Linked DNA regions of Rattus norvegicus: region 1 is linked to region 2. The links are chromatin contacts, called in public HiChIP or PLAC-seq maps. All regions are on one chromosome and are shown on one strand. Each heading gives the region's core, a stretch centred on a gene start, on an enhancer-like site or on the middle of the called end of the contact. The rest is flanking DNA. Distances are from core to core; before and after follow the strand shown.

The links. HiChIP or PLAC-seq counts read pairs in DNA pulled down with a chosen protein or histone mark.
Region 1: an H3K27ac HiChIP or PLAC-seq map of oligodendrocytes shows a contact between it and region 2, with 4 times the contacts expected there. The contact joins two enhancer-like sites. A contact is called at or near these places in 1 of 12 Hi-C or Micro-C datasets (psoas muscle) and 1 of 1 datasets of contacts at active chromatin or transcription factors (oligodendrocytes).

Annotation. Positions count from the first base shown.
Region 1 is chr20:21,660,516-21,665,194 of GRCr8, forward strand. LOC102551701 (a long non-coding RNA gene) reads left to right here. Exons shown (of 3, transcript XR_005497633.2): 2 at 1,119-1,320; 3 at 2,027-3,485. Among named protein-coding and RNA genes, the nearest start is that of Reep3, 170 kb to the left of the region's middle. Within about 2 kb of position 1,381, at least 13 of the 93 cell types and tissues checked have an H3K27ac peak or open chromatin away from gene starts, as enhancers often do.
Region 2 is chr20:21,530,156-21,534,648 of GRCr8, forward strand. The region is part of intron 2 of Reep3 (receptor accessory protein 3); the gene reads left to right. Among named protein-coding and RNA genes, the nearest start is that of Reep3, 40 kb to the left of the region's middle. Within about 2 kb of position 1,531, at least 38 of the 93 cell types and tissues checked have an H3K27ac peak or open chromatin away from gene starts, as enhancers often do.

The sequences.
Region 1 (4,679 bases), core at 131-2,630, 130 kb after region 2:
GCCTGGAGTATACTTCAGAGCAGCGGAAGCAAGAGAGACCACGTGAGCTGTATAGCACACGGTCCCCTTACATAAAACAAATAAATAAAAATAAAAATTTGTCTCTCAGCACCAGCCTCTAATTTTCAAAAAGTTATTTTATGAGCTGGAGTGATAGCTTAGTTTCCAGCACCCATGTCCTGTGGCTTCTGGAACTCCATCCTGCCTTAGGGGACCCTTTAGGGGACCCACTGTGAGCACCAGGCACAGTGTGGAGGCAAACTTACACACACATAAAAAAAAAATACAAATCTTTAAAAATACACCTTTGCTGTGTGGTGGTAACACAGGCCTTTAATCCCAGCACTAGGGAGGCAGAGGCAGGTGGATCTCTGTGTATGAAGCCAGCCTGGTCTACAGATCAAGTTCCAGGACAGCCAGAGCTACACCGAGAGACCCTGCCTCGAATCTAATCCCCCTCCCAATCTATATCTTTTTTTTTGTGGTTTTGACTTAATTTGTTTTTTGAGGGGGGAGGGAAGCTGGCCTAGAACTCACAGGTATCCTCCTGCCTCTGCCTTCCAAATGTTGGGGTCAAAGGCTTGTGCCATAACCACCCTCTAACTTAGTTTTTAAACGATATTTTTTTTTATTATATTCACTGTGCATGTGGAGGGGGCGTCACGTTCATGCCACAGCACGCATGAGGAGGTCAGAGGTCAGAAGTGGGATTCCGGTCTCTCCTTCCACTATGTGGGTACAAGGGATCACACTCAGGTCCCTCAGGCTTGGTGACAAGTGCTTTTACCTACGGGGCCCTCTCTCTGACTTCTCTATATTTTATACTTCTGTCACTGTGGTTAAATTGAAGGGCACAGGATATGCAATTTTCCTATAAACAAGTCAAGATGTGAGAAACTCTCCCTCTGCCGGTGATGCCAGGTTAAGAGCAATCACCAGGTACAGAAGTTCCCGACTTACTGGTTTCTCTGTAACTACATGTTCCCGAGCTGCCACCACGAGAATAATTACAGTATGCAAACACTAAAGTGTTTTTGCTGCTGGGTTATATAATTAACCATTAGCTGCCCCGCTCTCAGGTTTCAAATGTCATCGATGTATTTCTTCCTCATCCACAGCCAGACCGGATGCTTGCCCACTCGGAGACCCCAGTCTCATCTGTCTATAACATCTCCACACTAATACGTGACTTCCAGAGACTCCGGGTGAGGCATTGGAGACCAGCCAGAAGCCCTTTTCAAAGACCTTGACTTTCACGTGACCTTTTCACCCTCGATGGACAGAACAGACGAGTGACTGGCTTCGCTGCAACAGGACAGCGTATGTAGTGGAGGCTCAATTACTGGGAGTCCGCAGCCTGCTGGAGACCTTGGCTGCTGACTCACAGCCCCATTCAGTCTCTGCTTCTGACTCACTCTCTACTCCAGCATAGCCTCTCTAGTCCACTTCTAGTTCAGAAGAGAGCTGGCTGGTTTAAATGAGAAACTTCTCCTGATATGTTTTGTAAAGCACTGTATGGCGCGGTGGGAGGGGACGCCTTAGCCGGCCCATGCCGAAGCATCCCAACCACCCTGAGGTACCAGCCAGTAGAAAAGTATGGCAAGTGGGATTGAGAAGGGGGTAAAGGCAGAGAAAGAGCAGGGGGGAGGCGGAACACATGGAGAGAGGAAGGATGAAGGGGAAGGAGAGGTAGAAGAAGGGGTCAGGAGAGGGAGAGGGGGAGGGGGGAGGGGGAGGAGAGGGGGAGGGGGGAGGGGGAGAGAGGGAGGGAGGGAGAGAGAGAGCATGCTAGGCCTGCCTGGCTGTTGCTAGGTAACTGATGGGCGGAGCCTAGAAAAAGTTCTAACAGGCCAACATCTCACAAGGGCTCTGGCATCTCAACACTTAGTTCCGGGTTGGTGGCGCTGTTTGGGGAGGTCTAAGAAGTGTGGTGTTGCTGGAGACAGTACATCATTGGCTTTGAGGTTCCAAAGGCTTCACACGATTCCCAGTGTGCCCTTCTCTCTGCTTTGTGCTTCTGGTTCAGGACGTGACCTCTCAGCATCCTGGTCCACCCGCATGCCTGCCTGCTGCCTCTTCCCTGCCATTACGGATGCTAATCCTCTGGAACCACAAGACAACATAACAACAAGTCCTCTTCCTTAGGTTGCCTTGGTCATGGTATCCTGTCACAGCGACAGAAAAGTACTGAATATGAGGGACAACCCGATTGTGTGTTTGCGTCGAGCTATCTCAAAGACACGATCCAGTCTACGGATTGACTGACTGCCCTTGTACGTCCGTACCCATGCGAACGAGCACAGCACGATCACAGAAGAACGAGCCTCGGTGAACAGTGAATGCCTTGAGGGAACTGTGGGAGAGGCTCCAGGAGAAAAAGGCTGAGGGCCTTTACCTCAGGGGCATCTTGTTCCCTGGATTGTTCTTGGATGTGATTTTGTGTTTCCTGTGTTAAACATTTACGTTCAATTCATAAGACTTGTTTGTTCTTGTTGGATGTCTGAACATAGCTGTAGAACCCAAATCTGGTCAGTGTACCTTGAATCTGGACATGGCCTTCTGCCTTGCTTCCCTGCTTTCCCGGATCTAGTCTAGTACGTTCTAGGTAATTGTGTTTAAACTGGTCTGTCCTGAGAAAGTTCTGGGGACAGGCTGCTCTGCTAATATTTAGTATGTGCTTACTGGTGTTAATTTGCATGTTTTTCTGAACTCTAACAGCCTTCCTTGAATCCTTCCTTTCTTTTTTATGTTGGGTCTAAAGTACACTGAAAGTAAGGAGGTTACCTACAGTTTCAGACTCTAGTATGCCCCATTCTTTCAGGTCCTCGGATTCCAAGTCCAGCAGACAAGGTCTGCACGAGTTGATGCAAATCATCACGGGATAACCTTTCTTCTGTTTGTTTTGGTTTTGTTGTTTAAGACCCAGTCTCCCATAGTTCAGAGACTTGAACTGAATATACAGCTAAGGACAGTCCCCTTGCCCCTACCTCCCAAGAGCTGGGATTGTAGGTGTGCACCTCCTTCTGGTTTACTCAGCGCTGGGACATTAATCTAGGAAAACGGGCCTGCCAGTCATCATGCACGCTAGGCAAGTTTTATACGGACTGAGCTACCCCCCCACCAGCCCTCGGTATCCATTTTTTTTTTAAACCATCTGGAGAAACAAGTTGGGGAATAAATTACATAGGAATTTGGAAATAAAAAGAATAAATATATGTGCCAGAACCATTTTAATACTGAAGGTTTTTTAAATGTAGCTGACAGCGTTATTAAAATGTATTGCGATGGTTGCAAAAATCAAACTGTTAAGGCTTTTAGAAGGGACTACAGCTTTCTTCTTTTCTTTAAGTGTATTCTTTAATGTGAATCAAGGGTGGCTGCTGGCAGTATCGGCCCACACACTCAAGTGTACAAAAAATGCTGTCCAGTGGGTGAATAGGGCCAATATGGAGGGTCCGGGTCGCGGTATTAAATAATTCCCATCAGCCCTTGCCTTTGTATTCTATTTCTTTCTTCCTCCCAGGCTGGAATGAGAGTGTGAGTCACCTACAGGGCACCTACAGTGGTTTTCTGGGCCAGAGTGGTGAAGTGCCAACAAACGTGGGTCCTGGATGACTGGGGTCCTGGGGCGGGGCAGCTTTAGCGTTTCCCGATGATGCACCTTGATTGTCAGCGCGGCACCCGGGAAGAGAGATCCTCGGTTGAACTGGCTCTGTCAGATCAGAGGCAGTTCCTTGGCTGCTAACTGATGTAGGCACTGTGGGTGCCACTGTGGGTGGTGCCATCCCTAGGCGGATGGGTCTGAGCTGCACCAGAGAGGCAGCTGGCCACGAGCCTGGGGCAAGGCAGTCAGCAGTGTTCCTCCACGGTCTCTGCTCCAGTTCCTGTTTAAGGTCTTGCCCAGTCTTCCCTCAACGATGAAGTGTGAGTTGGAAGTATAAGCTGAAATAAACCCTTTCCTTCCCCCAAGTTATACTCTTGGTCAAGATGTTTATGTCAGCAGCAGAAAAGCAAACTGGCCCATAGCCGGGCCTCTGTTGCCGTGAACTTTCGGGTGGTAGAGCATCCTATCTTTGTTCCATTCTGGAAACAGCTGAAACCACTTCCTGCAGGATCCACCCACTTTCCAGGGCATTCCCAGCCACACCCTCCCTTGTTTCCCAGGACCCAGCTTTCCTCTGAGTCTCTGATGTGACTTTCCACGTGCTGGGAAAATTCTTCCAGTTTCCTTAAGAGACTCAGGCTCATCTTGCATTTTTGGCTGCAGTGTGCCGCCACCATTTGGGAACTTCTGCGGCGCTCTTACAGAGCCATCTGCCCCCTAAGCAAGGCTGATAGTCTCCTGCTCTGATAGCTGCTGGACTGAGGAGTCCTTTAGTTTTCGGCTTCCACCTGCAGTGGGGCTGAATATCCTGTTCCAGAAGTTCTTTGACTACTCGGGTGTTTCAGTATTCCTGTCCCCGAGCCCAGTGGTGGGAGACAAGGGGACAGACACATTCTCAGAGTCTCAGGAGCCCATTGGCCACTGATTGGAAGATAACATGAACCAACACTGTCTTCGTGGGTTTTTTTCCCCCAAACTCCCTTGCCTTTTTTCAACAGCAAAATGATTTTGAGTTGTTCGGGGGCAGTCAAGGGCTGGGAACTTTCCGGAAAAAGCTATTATTATTATTATTATT
Region 2 (4,493 bases), core at 281-2,780:
AGACATCCCTAGAGTTCAGAAATGTAGCATGGGTCCACTTGGCTGTGTTCCCTCTGGAGGCTCTAGTCCCGTGGAGGATCTGTCGTTCAGAGCTGGAAGCTACCCACATTCCTTGGCTTCAGGCTCAGTCCCTGTGTCTTTACAGCCAAGAGCTCAGGGCTGAGATTTTTGGATGCTGCCAGCACTGGGCTTTTAGCCTTCTGCCTCCTCCTTTCGCTTGTATGGTCCTTTATGAACGACAGGGCTCACCCCCAAGGTTGTCTGATCCTTGGCCCTAATTCCATCTGCTGCCTTATTTTCTCTTTATCATATAGCCTAATATACTTAATTTTGTAGGAATTAAAACAGGGATCTATGCCCAGGAAAGGAGGCAGCATTCTATCAACTCTAATAATATCCACACTTGAGTGTGCTGTCCATTCACTCGTGAGGACCTCGTAAGTCAGCATGGGTCCACACCAGAGCGCTTGGGTTTCTAATGTTCTGGTCATTCTGTTTGGGCGCACATACCATGCCCAACCCCATTAGTGGTTAAAAGCACAGGTGATGGAAAGGAGAGAAGGCACAGGCTCTCACCGAAGACCTAGGTTCTGGTCCCAGTAGATCATACCCCCGATTCCACTCCAATCGATCCAGTAACGTCTGCTGAACTCCAAGAGCAGCAGGCAGGCATACAGTCCACATCAGACAAAACATTCATACACATAAAATAACATAAATAAAATAGCCAAGTCACTGTGGCCCCCAAAGTGTCATTAATCACAACAATGGCTGGCAGTGAAAGCCGCCTCGCTGTTTATGTGAAGCGAGGAATTAATACAGTGTCCTCGTATTCACCTGAACTTTACCAAATGTAGCCATCCTGTTTAAACTAGTCCTGCCGGGTTTGGCAGACCTGTAGATTCAGTTTGGTTTTTTTTCTGTGGAAGTTTCTCAGCAGTAATAAAACTCGTTACATGTCTGTGTTCCGATCTCAATACTTCTTTATGCTGCCTGATACTGTATCCTTAATGTCTGTCTCCCATCAAAGGAAGGGTTTGGCTGCTTTCATTGTACCTCACTGTACCTTGAACATAGTTGGTATACAGTAATTAGGCAGAACTTTCGAAAAATTAATTTGTAAGACAGAAAAGCTGTAAGATAGAAAAGCTGGCTTCTCCACGTCTGCAGAATGCTACATTGTGCTTGCAAGAGCCAGTGGACCAATCTGTTTCCTCAGCTTGGAGTCTGCAGGGTTAGGGCATGTCCAAGCCCAGTCTCAACACTTATCCCCCAAACCCGGTGTCTTTGTGATATGTAGTCCTGACCTAAATTCTGCTGATATCTATTTCAAAAGCATGTTCTAAAAGCAAACATTTTGGGCTAATTTACTTCTTCCCACCCTAACTACTACCATTCCCCCAAAGCCTGCAAATGGCAGGTTGCACCTGATCAAACAGATGCCGTGTGCAAATCAAAACAAACGGAGAGCCCTGTGTGTTTTGGCAGCGTTCCTTTCTTCCTTTGCCTATTTTTAAAGCAGAGCTTTCCTGGGGTATAATTTCCTGCATGGTGTAGCTGATATGGCCTACTTAGACGCTCAAGGCCTTGCCGTAGTTGAAATGCACGCTTACTGGAGATTTAATGCGGTCTTTGCAACATTCTCCAGGCTGATACATCTTAAGATTGGAAAACACGAGAGCGTTCACTTCCAAATCGTGTGTAATCGCCATAGCTTTTCTAGGGAACCCGTTTTCTTATTCTAAGAATGTCGGAGAGCGCAGCAAGCGCAAGACTTGCTAAGCAGCACTTGAAAGTTAAAGTCAGACATTTGGGCCTGAGACTCATTGTGAGCAGGAACAAAGGGAGGGGCAGGCCTTTGGGAGACGACTTGCTAAAAGGCCCAGAAATGACTCTGAACTTGTGCTGAGTTTGGAACCTGACCTCATTCTTAACTGACTGTGGGAGTGATGGGAATGGACTTCCTAAGGACCAGGGGCCCGCTCCAGAGTGCTTGTCCTTCAGTGACAGCTCAGGCTGTCTAGTAGTTGTAGGGTGGAGGGAGACGTCTTGAAGACCTGTCTTTACTTGTTCCCAGCATCCTCTGCGTGGTAAAGGAGGGGCAGAATTCCACTGACCTACACAAGTGTTCTGGGTACCTCGTGATGGGAACCCAAAGGTTCACCCCAGGGAAAGGATGTAGCAAGTGTCCTGTTAGAATGTTTTCCTAGTGTGGACGAAGCTCTGGATTTGATATGACACTCAGTATAGCAACAACTACAGCCATATTGCGTTTGATTCAAAGATTTCAGTATTGAAAGTGTATTGATAGGGGCTGGGGATTTAGCTCAGTGGTAGAGCGCTTACCTAGGAAGCACAAGGCCCTGGGTTCGGTCCCCAGCTCCGAAAAAAAAGAACCAAAAAAAAAAAAAAAGTGTATTGATTAAGGCGCGTTTTGTTTTCGTTTTTTGCTTTTTAGGAAATTCATTTTTATCAGCCGCATGCTTATCTGTCTGTTTATATTCTGATTGAACACTTGGCAGGGAGGGGAGGCATGGTTAAATGTTGTCCAGCCTAGCCTTAAACTCTGATCCCCCTGCCTCAGTCTCTGGAGCAGCAGGAGCAATAGGCACAGCCTGATCTGCTTTCAGACTGTTGGTGGCTACACAAGGTTCACCTTGTAAACATACTCACTGCTGTGCCTGACAGCCCGAGTCTTTCTGGGAGTCACGTTGTGCAAGGAGAGTGTCTGCTCCCACCAGCTCTCCTCGACCTTCTCCAAGTACACTAGCTTGTGCATGCACACAAACACATACATACAAACACACAGACACAGAGATACTCACAGACAGACAAACACAGAGATACACAGACACACACAGACACAGACAAACACAGATACATACAGACATAAAAACAGAGACACACAAACACACGCAGACATAGACACACAAGCACACAGACACAAACACAGAGACACACAGACACAGAAAGACACTCACAGACAGACAAACAGACATACAGACACACACAGACACAAACACAGAGACACACAGACATAAAAACAGAAACACACAAACACAGAGACACAAGCAGACACAGACACACAAACACACAGACACAAACACAGAGAGACACACAGGTACACAAAGACACTCACAGACAGACAGAGACACACAGACATAAAAACAGAGACACGGGGCTGGGGATTTAGCTCAGTGGTAGAGCGCTTGCCTAGGAAGCGCAAGGCCCTGGGTTCAGTCCCCAGCTCCAAAGACACTCACAGACACACAAACACAGAGACACACACAGATACAGAAAGACAAACAAACACACAGACACAAATACAGAGACATACGTTGACACAAACACAGAGATACACACAGACACACAAACAGACACACACAGACAAACACAAAGACACTCACAGACAAACACACACACACACAGAGTAAATGATTTCATTGTTTTAATAAGATTTTTTTAGATCCTCCCTCTGAAACGTGTGTATTCTAACATCTTTACCCAAATTCTAAATTGGCATGGTGATGGATTGCTGTTGGACCATTTTATTACTCTGCTTCCAAATGCTACGACAATGGTTCTCAACCTGTGGGTGGAGACCCCTTTCACAAGGGCCACATATCTGATATCCCGCATATCAGATACTCACACAAGGATTCACAACAGTAGCAAGATTATAGTTCTGAAGTAACAATGAAAACAGTTTTATGGCTGAGGTGGGGGGTCACCACATGAGGGATTGTGTGAAAGCATTAGGAAGGCCGAGATCCACTTTCCTACAGTATCAAATAAGACACACAATTAGCGTTCACTTGTTAAATATGATTTGATAGAAAATAGGTCTAAAGTAACACATGCTATTTTTTTCAGCCCTTGAAAATTACTTTAAAATTGAGTATTAGCCGCTAGAATGAATATCTTTAGTCATAAGTCTTGGTTTGGGGTTGTTTTGTTTTGTTTTGCTTTGCTCTCGAGACACGGAGTCTCGCTGTGTAATCCTGCTTCTCCTGGAACTCTGTGTAGACCGGGATGGCCTCAGACTCAGAGAAACTTGCTTGCCTCTGCCTGCCAAATACTAGGACTAAACGTGTGCATAACCACGACAAGCACGTGAATCTAGGTTTTTGTTTGCTTGCCTATTTGTATTTTGCAGGGCTGAGGCTCAAACCCAGGGTCTCCTACACATTAGACAGACAGACTGCCACTGAGCCACACCCCAGTACATGAACTAAGATTCTGTTGGTTGGTTGGTTGGTTGATTGGTTGGTTTGGTTTGTTCTGTTTTTCCAGACAGGGTTTCTCCATGTATCCCTGGCTGTCCTGGAACTCACTCTGTAGACCTGGCTGGCCTCAAACTCATGGAGATCTGCCTGCCTCTGCCTCCCTACTGGTGGGACTAAAGGGGTATGTTGCCACAGCCCTACTTTCTCAACATAAATTTCATAATTAAGTCAGTGTTGATAAATGTGGGACAACCCTTTATCCTTCAG